2 separate regions of the Mus musculus genome follow, and region 2 is linked to region 1. The links are chromatin contacts, called in public Hi-C maps. All regions are on one chromosome and are shown on one strand. Each heading gives the region's core, a stretch centred on a gene start, on an enhancer-like site or on the middle of the called end of the contact. The rest is flanking DNA. Distances are from core to core; before and after follow the strand shown.

Region 1 (5,950 bases), core at 1,304-3,803:
AGCAGAATTGCTTAGTGAAACTCTAAGATGGGTGATAGATGGATAGCCTGACAGACAGACAGAGCAAGCGATCCACAAGCTAACTGTAAAATGGGCATTCAGAGCTGGGCATGGTGCTGCACCTCTAATACCAGCACGCACAAGCCAAGGCAGAAGGGGCTCAAGCTCCAGGTCAGTGTGAGAAACAAAGTAAGAATTCTTGCCGGGCGTGGTGGCGCACACCTTTAATCCCAGCACTCAGGAGGCAGAGACAGGCGGATTTCTGAGTTCGAGACCAGCCTGTTCTACAGAGCGAACTCCAGGACAGCCAGAGCTACACAGAGAAACCCTGTCTCAAAAAACAAAAACAAACAAACAAACAAAACCCCCCAAAACCAAAACCAAACCAAACAAACAAAAATAGAATTCTCAAAAAGACAAACAAATAGAAACAAAATTAATGTTTAAAGGACTTAGAACATTCAAAACAATTGAGAAAAAGAACAAAGCGTCCTCAAGGCGCCTGATTTCAACACTAAGCAGAGAGCTGCACTCATAAACAGATGTGGCTTGTGCAGATGTGGGAACTGCTGGGCAGTGCTCCAGCAGCATCCAAAAGAGACTGTGCCCATCTGACAAAAGCCATCCAATGAAATACAAGATTGTACAATGCTTTGCAAAAGAAAAATATAAAACAACTCTTCAACTTTTCAACTTACACTTTATAATCTATATAAAATGCAAGAGACAGCTAGGAAACGGGCTTCAACAGTAGAGTGCTTATCTAGAATGCCCCAATGAGGGGTTGGAGGTGTGGCTCTGCCCCTCTACCCCCTAATTAGGGGCTGGAAAGCCGACTCAGCAGGAGGGCACTTGCCTGAAATCCATCAGTGAGAAACTAGGGGTATTATTTAAAGGTGGAACTCCTGCCTAGAATCCCTCAGTGAGGCACTGAGGGCGTGGCTCAGTGGTAGAACCCCTGACTAGAATCCCATGGAGAGAGAATAGGGGTCTGGTTCAGGGGTAGAGGCCTTTCCTAGTATACATGAGGCCATGAGTTGCATCCCCAGACCTAGAAAAATCAAAATGAAGGTTGGAAAGTCGGCTTAGCGGCTCAGCAGGCAAAGCACTTACATGCAAACTTGAGGACTAACGTAGCGCCAAGCTCTTGTGGTATCTGCCTGTAATGCCAGTGTTTGTGGGCAGAGACAGGAGATCCCCAGAACATGCTGGCTAGCCAGATTAGCAGATTTAGACAAGCTTTGTGTAAGTGAGAGATTCTTCCACAGTACTTAAGGGAGACATTGGACACCAATCTTTGTCCTTCACGCAAGAACCCACACATGCACACAAACTCACACATACACTTGCGTCCTCATGCATAAAACCTTTAGGGCCTGGATACTTACAAAGGATAAGATATGCAAAACCAAACCCAGTAACTTTCAAGTAAGGAAACATGGCAGATGCCCTCTCCCTGGGAATGTCCTGCTGGCCCACATTATGGAGTCCTACAAGATGCACAAAGCGGACCTAAAGTAGTTCCTTACCCAAAATGAAAAAACTCACAGTCAGCTGTGAGAACAAGCCAGATAAGCTGGGAGAAGTTACTGTTGTTTGTGTTCTATCAAAGTCCAAGGTCATGAGAGCCTAGGACGGACAGCCTGAGAGCCTAGAGCAGAGGAGGGAAGCAGGGGACATGCGATCCTGTGTTAGGAGGGCAACGGCAGCCATGTGACAGGGGCCTTCCATCAACAGTGACAGTCTTAACAGAGCCTGCAGTAGGGAGAGGCCAAGGAAGGCAGACATGGGCAACATGCCCTAAATGTTTTTAAATTGCATCTTATTGATGTTTCTCTGCTTGGAGGTGGAATTGCTATGGTCCTGATGGGAGGACAACTTTCAGGAGTCTGCTCTCTTCCACTATACAGGTCTCAGGGATGCACCTCAGGTCATTAGGCTTGGCACCAAGCACCTTTCTCCCATTGAGCCCAGCCCCTCTCTTTATAACTCTGCTGTAGCCAGTGCACACCTTTACCTTACTCCCAGCACTCAGGAGACAGAGGCAGGCAGATCTCTGAATCCGGAGCCAGCCTGGTCTATAGACAGCCAGGGCTACACAGGAGAACACCATCTCTAATACCCAAAATAATTACATTAATAACTCTAATGTGGTCTTAAAGAAGAAGAGGTAACTCAGTGGTAGAGCCCTGGGAGCGATCCCCAGTGCCATGAGAAACCTTAAAGCCTGATGTGATGGCATCTGCTGACAATCCCAGCACTCAGGCAGCAGAGCAGGAAGATCAGGAGCCCAGAAGTGACAGAAGTTTGAGGCCCAGCCTAGATTACATAAAACTACCAACTTTTTAAAAATCCAGGCATGACTGTGGTGGAAAGGCCTACAATCCCAGTACTTGAGGTTGAAGCAGGTTGTCGGAGGGAAAAAAACAGCATCTAGGCCTGGTGTAGTAACGTCGGCACAGGGAGGCGACAGCAGGAAGTACAGAAGCACAAGCCCCGCCCTGGCTGTGCATTTAACTTAGTTTGAGGTTAGCAATGTGACATGAGACCTCAAGAAAACTTCAAAGAAAAGAAAAGTTTAAGACTCAGTTTTCACCACATGCCAGGGCAAACCCCATGTAGGCCCTTCCCTAGAAAACAACTTATACCCAAATCCTTGACAGCCTATGCAAGACAGTGTCCCCTGGCAGTGCCACCTAGGCAAAGGCTACAGAAGCCAGGCTTCCTTCCGCTTGGCTGAGTGGGAAGTCAACATTGCAAAATGATGGCCAAGGGGACCTAAAGCACAGGAAGACTGAGCTGAGCAGGGCTCCAGATACCGGCCACAGGCTCCTGGACTTGATCTCTACCAGCCTTCACTGGGTAGCCATGAGGATTCTAGCAACCATGATGTCCTCTCAGTACAGTGGCACACTCTGAATGCCAGCACTAATAGTGGATGCAGAAGGCTCAGGAATTCAAGGTCACTCTCACCACTGGCTGGTTCCCTGCAGCTAAGGATGCTGGGGCAGGCATTCCAGACCAGAAAGCTACCATCCTCTAGAACAGCAGTTCTCAATCTGTGAGTCACAACACTTTGGAGGTCAAACAACCCTTTCACAGGGGTCACATACCAGATAGCCTGCATATCAGATATTTATACTACAATTCTTAACAGTAACAAAAATTACAGTTTTGAAGTAACAACAAAAGTCATTTTATGGTTGGGTCATCTAAAGAAGATTGAGAACAACAACTCTAGAAAAACCTCATCTATCAGTACAAAAGACAGAGGCCCTGAGCCAGGACAGAGTTGTGTACTGAGGCCACCTCTGGGGCTTTCGATGGGAATGGCCTCTGTGTGCTGGGGTGTATCCTCGGTAAGCAGCATCACAGTAGGACAATGCCTGCCTGCTCTCCAAGCCATCAGAGTCTGGGAACATGCGTTAGGAGCAGGCTCTCGGGTGCCTCCTTCTTCACCAGGGAGTAGGGATATTCCCAGGTAGCCTTGCTGGCCTTGCTTACATACCCGTGGATCACAGTCAGACCTCACCTCAGCTTTTCTAGAGAAAGGCAGCAGAGGACCAAGGTACAGTGACACTGCCTATAACCCCAGCATTAGGGAGGCTAAGGCAAGGACTTTTCAGGTTTGAATCCAGCTGAGCTGTATAGCAAAACTCTGTATCAAAAATAAAATAAACAAACAAATCATAGGCTAGGGAGATCATCACCATGGATAAAGCACTTGCTGGCCAAACATGAGTTCACTTCCTAAAACAGAAAAGCCTGGTGAGATGGCTCAGTGGGTAAGAGCACCCGACTGCTCTTCCGAAGGTCCGGAGTTCAAATCCCAGCAACCACATGGTGGCTCACAACCATCTGTAACAAGATCTGACGCCCTCTTCTGGAGTGTCTGAAGACAGCTACAGTGTACTTACATATAATAAATAAATAAATCTTAAAAAAAAAAAAAAAAAAAAAAAAAGAAAAGCCTGAGCACGGCATATGTGCCTGTGATCCTAACTCCAGAGAAGGGGAAGGACAGACAATGAGACCAGGCTCTGAGTGAGACGCTAGCTCAAAAAATTATAATTAAGGGTCTGGAGAGATGGCTCAGTAGCTAAGAGCACAGGCTGCTCTTGCAGAGAAACAGGGTTCAATTCCCAGTAACCACAAGATGGATCACAACCATGTGTAACTCCATCTCCAGGGGATCCAATGTCCTCTTCCTTGGGTGACATGTACATGAAACAGAAAGAAATACTCATACACATTTAAAAAAAAAAGTTTTTAAGTGAAAATAGTCCTTGGCCTCCATCACTCCCCTCCACACAGGCGCACATATAGATACACCCACGAATACCAATATAGCAATGATAATAACAGGACTGGAAACAGGCTGGCCATATGCCAGTTGAGGGTTTGCCTAGTGTGCATCAAGCCTGAGTTCCATGCCTAGCTGCACACAAAGCAGGTATTGAGTGCTTGTAATCCCAGCACTCAGATAGACATATGAAGATGCAGAGTTCTTTTTTTTTAAGATTTATTTATTTATTATATGTAAGTACACTGTAGTTGTCTTTAGACACTCCAGAAGGAGTCAGATCTCATTACGAATGGTTGTGAGCCACCATGTGGTTGCTGGGATTTGAACTCAGGACCTTCGGAAGAGCAGTCAGAGCTCTTAACTGCTGAGCCATCTCTCCAGCCCCAGATGCAGAGTTCAAGGTCACTCCCAGTTACATGTGGAACTCAAGACCACAGTGCCATACATTACATAAGGCACAGTCTTGAGAGAGGGGATATGGTGAGAGCGAGGTGGCTAAGAACCCACGGGGAGGAAGAGGAGGAGGCGCAAGCAGTGTGGTGCCAGGATCGGCAGGTTCTTGGGAGTCGCTGGTTTTGTTCTACAAGTGGAAGCTGAGTGGCTCTGAGCAGATAGGTGGCACATGGGACATAGGGACAGGAGGGAGGCCTCTAAGAGAGTCCGAAGGCATGTATCCAACTCCAACTGTGAAGTGGCTGCCACCGCCAGGGGGAGGGCACGTAGCCTTCCCCATTCACACTACACTCTACAAGGCTCCTTCCATGAAGTGCATTTAGAGTCCTGGAACAATGAGGGCAAAAGAGCTTTGATGTCTGTCACCAAAAGGTCCACACATAAGCCACAGCGCACTTCACAGCCACACAGGCACAAAGCACAGGTCAGCAAGTCATTCCACTGCTTCACCTCAGCAAGAAGACAGCTGCCTCCTCCAAGATGTTCTGCATGCCTGCCGCTCCAGCCTCCTACACACAGGCACCTGGAGAGCCTTAAGTGAAGCCCACCCAAAGCCTCCACACACAGAACTCCGGACCTTGGCACCTGGGAAGTTTGCCAAAGACTTTATTCCAGGCTCAGGAGGAAGACTGGGAAATCTCAGTTAGGGGAATCTACAGGGACAAGCCTCTGGGTAAGGCCCAGGAGAGAAGCCAAGAGGTTGGCTTCATAATACCCACTCCAAGGGATTTTTGCTAGTGAGAGGGAGCACACAGGCCTCCTGGTGTGGTAAGCACATCATCAAGGCTGTAGCTAACAGCCCACCGAGAGAGCTGCTGCTCTCAACAGCACGACTACCTCAGCCCCAACTGCTGCTCCTGCCCGCCTCACTCAGCGGTCAGGATGCTCCAAGCTACAACTGGAAACTGACGTGGAAAGATTTCTAGAAGTGCCCAGGCCAGAAAGCTAGTTGTAGAGGGCTGGTGAAATGGCTCAGAGGTTAAGAGCACTGGCTACTACTCTTCCAGAGGATCCAGGTTCAATTCCTAGTACCCATATGGCAGCTGACAACTTTCCAAAAACTCCTGCTCCAGGGAATCCAACACTGTCTCACACAGACCTGCAAGCAGTCAAATCACCAGTGTACATTAAAAATACATTAAAAAAAAAACAGAAAACAAAAAAAACAAGCCTGGCGGTGGTGGCACACGC
Region 2 (5,569 bases), core at 1,342-3,841, 74 kb before region 1:
TTTACTTGGTGGTGAGACGTCTGGTTGGAGCTTTGTCTCCCAGGATTTGGTGATTCCATTTAGGCTTCTTTTGTACATGTATATATATTTTAAGAGGGTTCTCCTGCAGCAGGTTTCCATATGAACCCTCGAGTGGCCATTAATGTTGGCCCCTCCCTCTGTTCTGCCCTTACCACCCACCCCTCCCCATCTCCATTGAATCATCCTGTTCTGGTGTCTCCCACCTCATCTCTCCATAACTATACATTTTATTTTCCATTTCCCCTTCCTTGGTTGTCCTCTCCTCCCACGTCCCCCTCCTGAGTTCTAGGGTTAAACATTGTAGCAAGCTTCAAAGCTAACACACACACCATTCTAATGTTTATGGGTCTGGGTTACTTCACCTTAGCCTCCGCTCAGCTATCTGTGAATTTCATTTCTTTTTAGACAACTGAGGAATATTTGGTTGGGTAAATGTACCACATTTTCATTAGCAAGTCAGCTGCTGATGGACGTGTAGGCTGTTTCTGTTTCTAGCATAGAAATTGTAGAGCAGCAGTGAACAAGGAGCAAGGGGTTTTCCCTCCTGGCTTTTGAGACAGGGTTTGTCTGTGTAGCCCTGGCTGCCCTGGAACTCAGTTTGTAGACCAGGAGGATGTCAAATGCGCTCGGAGCCTCCTTCCTGACTCTGGGCTGCTGAGCTCTCCATCATACCCAGCTGCCTGTTCATTTTGTGCCCTGCTACTTTGCTGCAAGTGTTTCTCACCTCAAGTTTCCTGGTGGGGTTTTTAAAGAGTCTTTTATGCATAAAGTCACAGTATCTGCAAATAGAAACTTTGTCTTTTTCCTTTCCTATTTGTGTCCATTTGGTATCTTTCTGGTATCTTTTTTTTTTTTTTTTAAGATTTATTTATTGTTATATGTATCTACACTATAGCTGTCTTCAGACACACCAGAAGAGGGAGTCAGATCTCATTACAGATGGTTGTGAGCCACCATGTGGTTGCTGGGATTTGAACTCAGGGCCTTCGGAAGAGCAGTCAGTGCTCTTAACCACTGAGCCATCTCACCAGCCCTCTGGTATCTTTTTACTCTAGCTAAGACATCAAGGACTACTGAGAGGTGGTGGCACATGCTTTTAATTCCAGTACTTGGGAGAGAGAGGCAGGCAGATTTCCATGAGTTCAAGGCCAGCCTGGTCTAGAGTTCCAGGATAGCCAGGGCTACAAAGAGAAACTGTTTAAAAAAAAAAAATAAAAGGACTTCAAGTACTTCAAGTACTATATTAAGCAGATATGGGGAGTGGACACCTTGTTTTATTCCTGATTGTGGAAATGTTCTGAGTTCTGTTTAGGCTGATGTTGGTTGCTGTAAATTACCTTTATTCTTTTGAGGTTTCTCTTTCTTTTTTTTTTTTTTTCCCCGAGACAGGGTTTCTCTGTGTATCCCTGGCTGTCCTATGTCCTGGCACTCACTCTGTAGACCAGGCTGGCCTCGAACTCAGAAATCCACCCGTCTCTGCCTCCTGCGTGCTGGGATTAAAGGCGTGCGCCACCACGCCCGGCTCAAGCTACTTTTCTTATATAGCTCATCCCCACCTGTCTAGGAAAGGTACCATCTACAGTGGGCTGGGTCTTCCAGCAACGTTGAAAATGCCCAACAGGCAATTCCTCAAGTGACACTCAACTTGCCAGATTATTTTGTCAAGTGAACAAGAGCTAAGCACACAGTGTTGTGTGTGTGTGTGTGTGTGTGTAGGTCAGAGGACAATTGCAGGAGTCAATTCTGACCTTCCACTATCGTAGCACATGGGGATTAAACTAAGGTCATTAGGTTTAGCAGCAAGCGCCTGTGTTCTCTGAGCCATTCAAAGCCCAAAATAGATTCCTTGATTTTTTTGCTGGTCTGGAACTATGTAGTTCCATACCAGTTCGAGAGGATGGCCTCGAACTCCTTCCACCTCCCGACTCAGCCTTTCAAGTACTGGAATACTGCATGTGTCAGCACAGATGCACGTGGACCTGCTGACCCAAAGGTTTGAGATGTATTGTACGCAGGCTGAGGCAGTATTCTACTCACCAACAAACATTCCACCACCCCCTTAGGGATGGTATAAGGTGTAAAGGAAAAGCAGTCGGGGGAGGCCATGCTCACTGAACTAACATCGCCAGAACTCCAATATTGGAATACTAGCACCTGGCATATCTGCCTGTCGCACCCGTCACACAAGTTGAGATCAGAATCCAACAAAGCCGCCGTCCTCGGAGGGCTACGCCTACACTTGATTGACCAATGGGCAAAAGCACCTTGAATTGGGGAAGGCAGAGAGCGGGCGGTGCCAAGGGAGGACCTGCAAACCTCCCCGTTTAGTCATCTTAATTGTTGCCTGTAAAGAAGTGCTTCACCATTTTTAGATTTGTCAGTGCCCCCACCAAATGCAGTGGTTGATATCAGACTTGGGTAGGTTTCACGAAGTTCGCAGTAGCGTTAGTATGCTTTCTAGCAGATTAGGCAATTACCAGGGCAGCTCCCCATCCTGGGGCCCTTCAGTCAGCATTCCGCGGCTTTGGGGTCGAACAGAAGCCGAAGCCAATGAGCTTTGCCGAAATAAGAGGTGGGCAGGACAAATCCTTAAAGGGTCCACGCCCCGTGAGTAGAGGGTGACCCGGATGATGGCGGCCGGCGCGGCCGTAGCACTGGCCCTGTGGCTACTCCTGCCAGCAGTAGGAGTGGGAGAGGCAGGGCCGCCGCCTATCCAGGACGGCGAGTTCACATTTCTGCTTCCCGCCGGGAGAAAGCAGTGTTTCTATCAGTCCGCACCGGCCAATGCTAGTCTTGAGACCGAGTACCAGGTGAGAGAGGGGGTCCCGGGCTCGGAATAGAGCAGGGCTGGGGGCGTGGCCAACAGGCGGGAGGGGCGGGGCAGAGGTGTGGCCAGAACGCTAATAGTCTTGCAGAGAAGGGGCATGCTCTGCTCAGAGCTCTTTGGGTTGGGTTCTAGGGAAGTTCCTGGCGGCTGTTGGGTAGGTTACGATTAAGTTAGCGGTCAGGTAGACAGCCACCTTAGACTACTCAAGGGCGTTGGCAGGGTGGTTGATAAAAGACCTCACGTGGATGTATCCATCTTAGGGACTGGGAAGAAACCTTGTAGGTGTGGATGGATGTTGGTCTTCAGATAGGCCCTTGGGGGAATCCAAATAGCTTGCTGGGTTAAAACAAAACAAAACAAAACAAAAACCGCTTGCTGCTAAACTACGACGACCCGAGTTTCCTAACTCTATGGTAGAAGTGCAGCTCTGACTAATCTCCCTCCACAGGCGCTACTCCTCTATCTCAAGCAAATACCTGGGATTTGTGGTTGTTCTTTTTTCTTCTTAAAGATAGGTTCTTGGTGATCTTACATGGGTCTTTCCCGGTTCGGTTTAACCCAGGCTTTCTGTGGCAGATAGGCTTGCACAAAGCTGCCAGTTCCCCAATTCTTACCTGCTCTTCAGGTGATCGGAGGTGCTGGGCTGGACGTGGACTTCACCTTGGAGAGCCCTCAGGGTGTGCTGTTGGTCAGTGAGTCTCGAAAGGCTGATGGGGTACACACGTGAGTGAAGTCCTGCCCTGCCTTGGTTCAGTTACAGCCCTGCAGCTCCCCAGTGGCCTCAGGTTACCATCCTACTGGTTCCACAGACCAGCTGGCTGGTCACTCCAGGGTCACGTCTATGTCTCATCTGTCTGCCCAGGGTGGAGCCTACTGAGGCCGGAGACTACAGGCTGTGCTTTGACAACTCCTTCAGCACCATCTCAGAAAAGCTTGTGTTCTTTGAGCTCATCTTTGACAGCTTCCAAGATGAGGAGGAGGTAGAAGGTTGGGCGGAGGCTGTGGAGCCAGAAGAGATGCTTGATGTCAAAATGGAAGACATCAAGGTGAGCTGGGTATGATGGTGCATGCTTAGAATCCCAGTTCTGAGGAGGCTGAGGCAGGATGCCAGTGAGTTCAAGACCAACCTTATTTACATAGCAAGCTCCCGTCTCACAAAACCAACAGAAAGGGCCGGGAATAATTGAGTTGGCAGAGCACTTACCTAGGACGCTCCCACAGCTGAGCCCCCACACCCAGCACTGCACACACTGGGTATGGTTCTCTTGGTCCTGAGGATCACAAGTTCAAGGTCATCCTTGGCTTGCACAGACTAGCAGAGTTTGGTGAAGTGGCTTGATAGGCAAAGGCAACTGCACCAAGCCTGGCTACCTGGGGTCGTCTGCCATGCACGTGTGCCCCAATCCCTCTTAAAAAGAAAAGTCTCACACCCACCCAAAAAACAAAAAAAAAAACACCAAGGGGAAAACCCCTCAGTTTCTAGAGAAGACGTGAGGCAGGTGAACGGATAGCCAGAGCCGTGCGTGGTGGGGTAGGTAGGCATTCTGACTTAAGCAGCCTGACCCGTTCCTTTGTGCCCTGGCAGGAATCCATAGAGACCATGAGGACCCGGCTGGAACGGAGCATCCAGATGCTCACTCTGCTCCGAGCCTTTGAGGCTCGTGATCGAAATCTTCAAGAAGACAACCTGGAGCGGGTCAACTTCTGGTCAGCTGCCAATGTGGCTGTGTTGCTGCTGGTGGCTGTCCTGCAAGTCTGCACACTCAAGCGCTTCTTCCATGACAAGCGCCCTGTACCCACGTAGCCCCTGCCACAGAGGATGAGGGCAGCGGGTGTGTGACTTGCTGGACACCTCCCAGACTCAGATGAGACACTACATAGTTGGGTCCTTAGCAGTGGCCCCATGTGTCTCCCTTCCTCAGTGACCAGGGAGTGCCAATGGCTCACAGACCCCTCGGAAGGGGGAGGGCTCAGCGACTGTGCCTGTTCCTTGGAGGGTGGAAGTGCTGGGCGCAGCAGTGTGGGGACACTGCTCTTGGATGCCCTGGCTTTCTCCTGAAATCGTGCCTTAGCTTCAGTCTTGCAGCTATCAGGATGGGGTGAAGCTGTGGTGCTGCCCCCCACCCTCCAACTAGACACCCCAACTGCAATGTCTCTGCTCTCCTCCTGGGGTAAGCCTACTTCACTAGGGTCTGGGAAGGAGACACATCTGCAGAGTTCTTGCCAGGACAGTCACTTTTATTTGAAAGGAAGGAGCCCTGGCCCCTTGGCCCAGAGGGGAGCCAGCTAGTAGGTGGTTTGGGAGAGGCCCCTTCCTTCTCTCTGGGTGCAGGGCCTCAGAGAAGGCTGGCCCATGAGCCTCAAGGAACAGAGGGCATTTGTCCTGGGCACTGGAGTCAATAAATTATGGTCAGAAAGTTAATAGTGCCTGGTGACTGGGCTTAGGGATGTCAGCTTGGGACAGACCTAGCCTCAAGCCAGGGCAGCCAGGAAGGGGGGACACTCCCACGAAGCTCAGAAGAAAGGTCGGGCAGGAGCCAATGGAGGTGGTCGCCTGGCACGAAAGAAAAAGACCATAAACCATGGCTGAATGAACTGAGTCCCCTGGTCCCGGTGGCTGGCGGGGCTGGGAGGAGGGCTTGGCCACAGCATCGCACAGAGGTGGATAGAATTCCTGTTTCCCATGAGCACTGTGTGTGAGGCCTGGTACGGATGGGGACA

Evidence for each region. A called contact is a pair of places that touch in the nucleus more often than the background predicts.
Region 2: a Hi-C map of granulocyte-monocyte progenitors shows a contact between it and region 1, with 4 times the contacts expected there. The contact joins the promoter of Tmed1 here to the enhancer-like site in region 1. A contact is called at or near these places in 9 of 39 promoter capture datasets (embryonic stem cells, erythroid cells, hematopoietic stem and progenitor cells and 4 more), 8 of 484 Hi-C or Micro-C datasets (bone marrow-derived macrophages, cerebral cortex, embryonic stem cells and 4 more), 11 of 115 datasets of contacts at active chromatin or transcription factors (the 230-238 cell line, the HPC-7 cell line, the SCID.adh cell line and 5 more) and 4 of 9 other capture datasets (adipose tissue, liver, macrophages and 1 more).

What each region holds. Positions count from the first base shown.
Region 1 is chr9:21,433,019-21,438,968 of GRCm38.p6, reverse strand. All of the region lies in intron 1 of Dnm2 (dynamin 2), which reads right to left. Among named protein-coding and RNA genes, the nearest start is that of Dnm2, 11 kb to the right of the region's middle. Within about 2 kb of position 2,553, at least 135 of the 459 cell types and tissues checked have an H3K27ac peak or open chromatin away from gene starts, as enhancers often do. A contact at or near this core is called in the HPC-7 cell line, the SCID.adh cell line, adipose tissue and 8 more, where this site is marked.
Region 2 is chr9:21,507,256-21,512,824 of GRCm38.p6, reverse strand. It overlaps Tmed1 (transmembrane p24 trafficking protein 1), which reads left to right and starts at 2,591. Exons shown (of 4, transcript NM_010744.4): 1 at 2,591-2,831; 2 at 3,474-3,571; 3 at 3,711-3,894; 4 at 4,434-5,445. The coding sequence starts at 2,649. The coding sequence ends at 4,652. It also overlaps a transcript of Dnm2 not described here.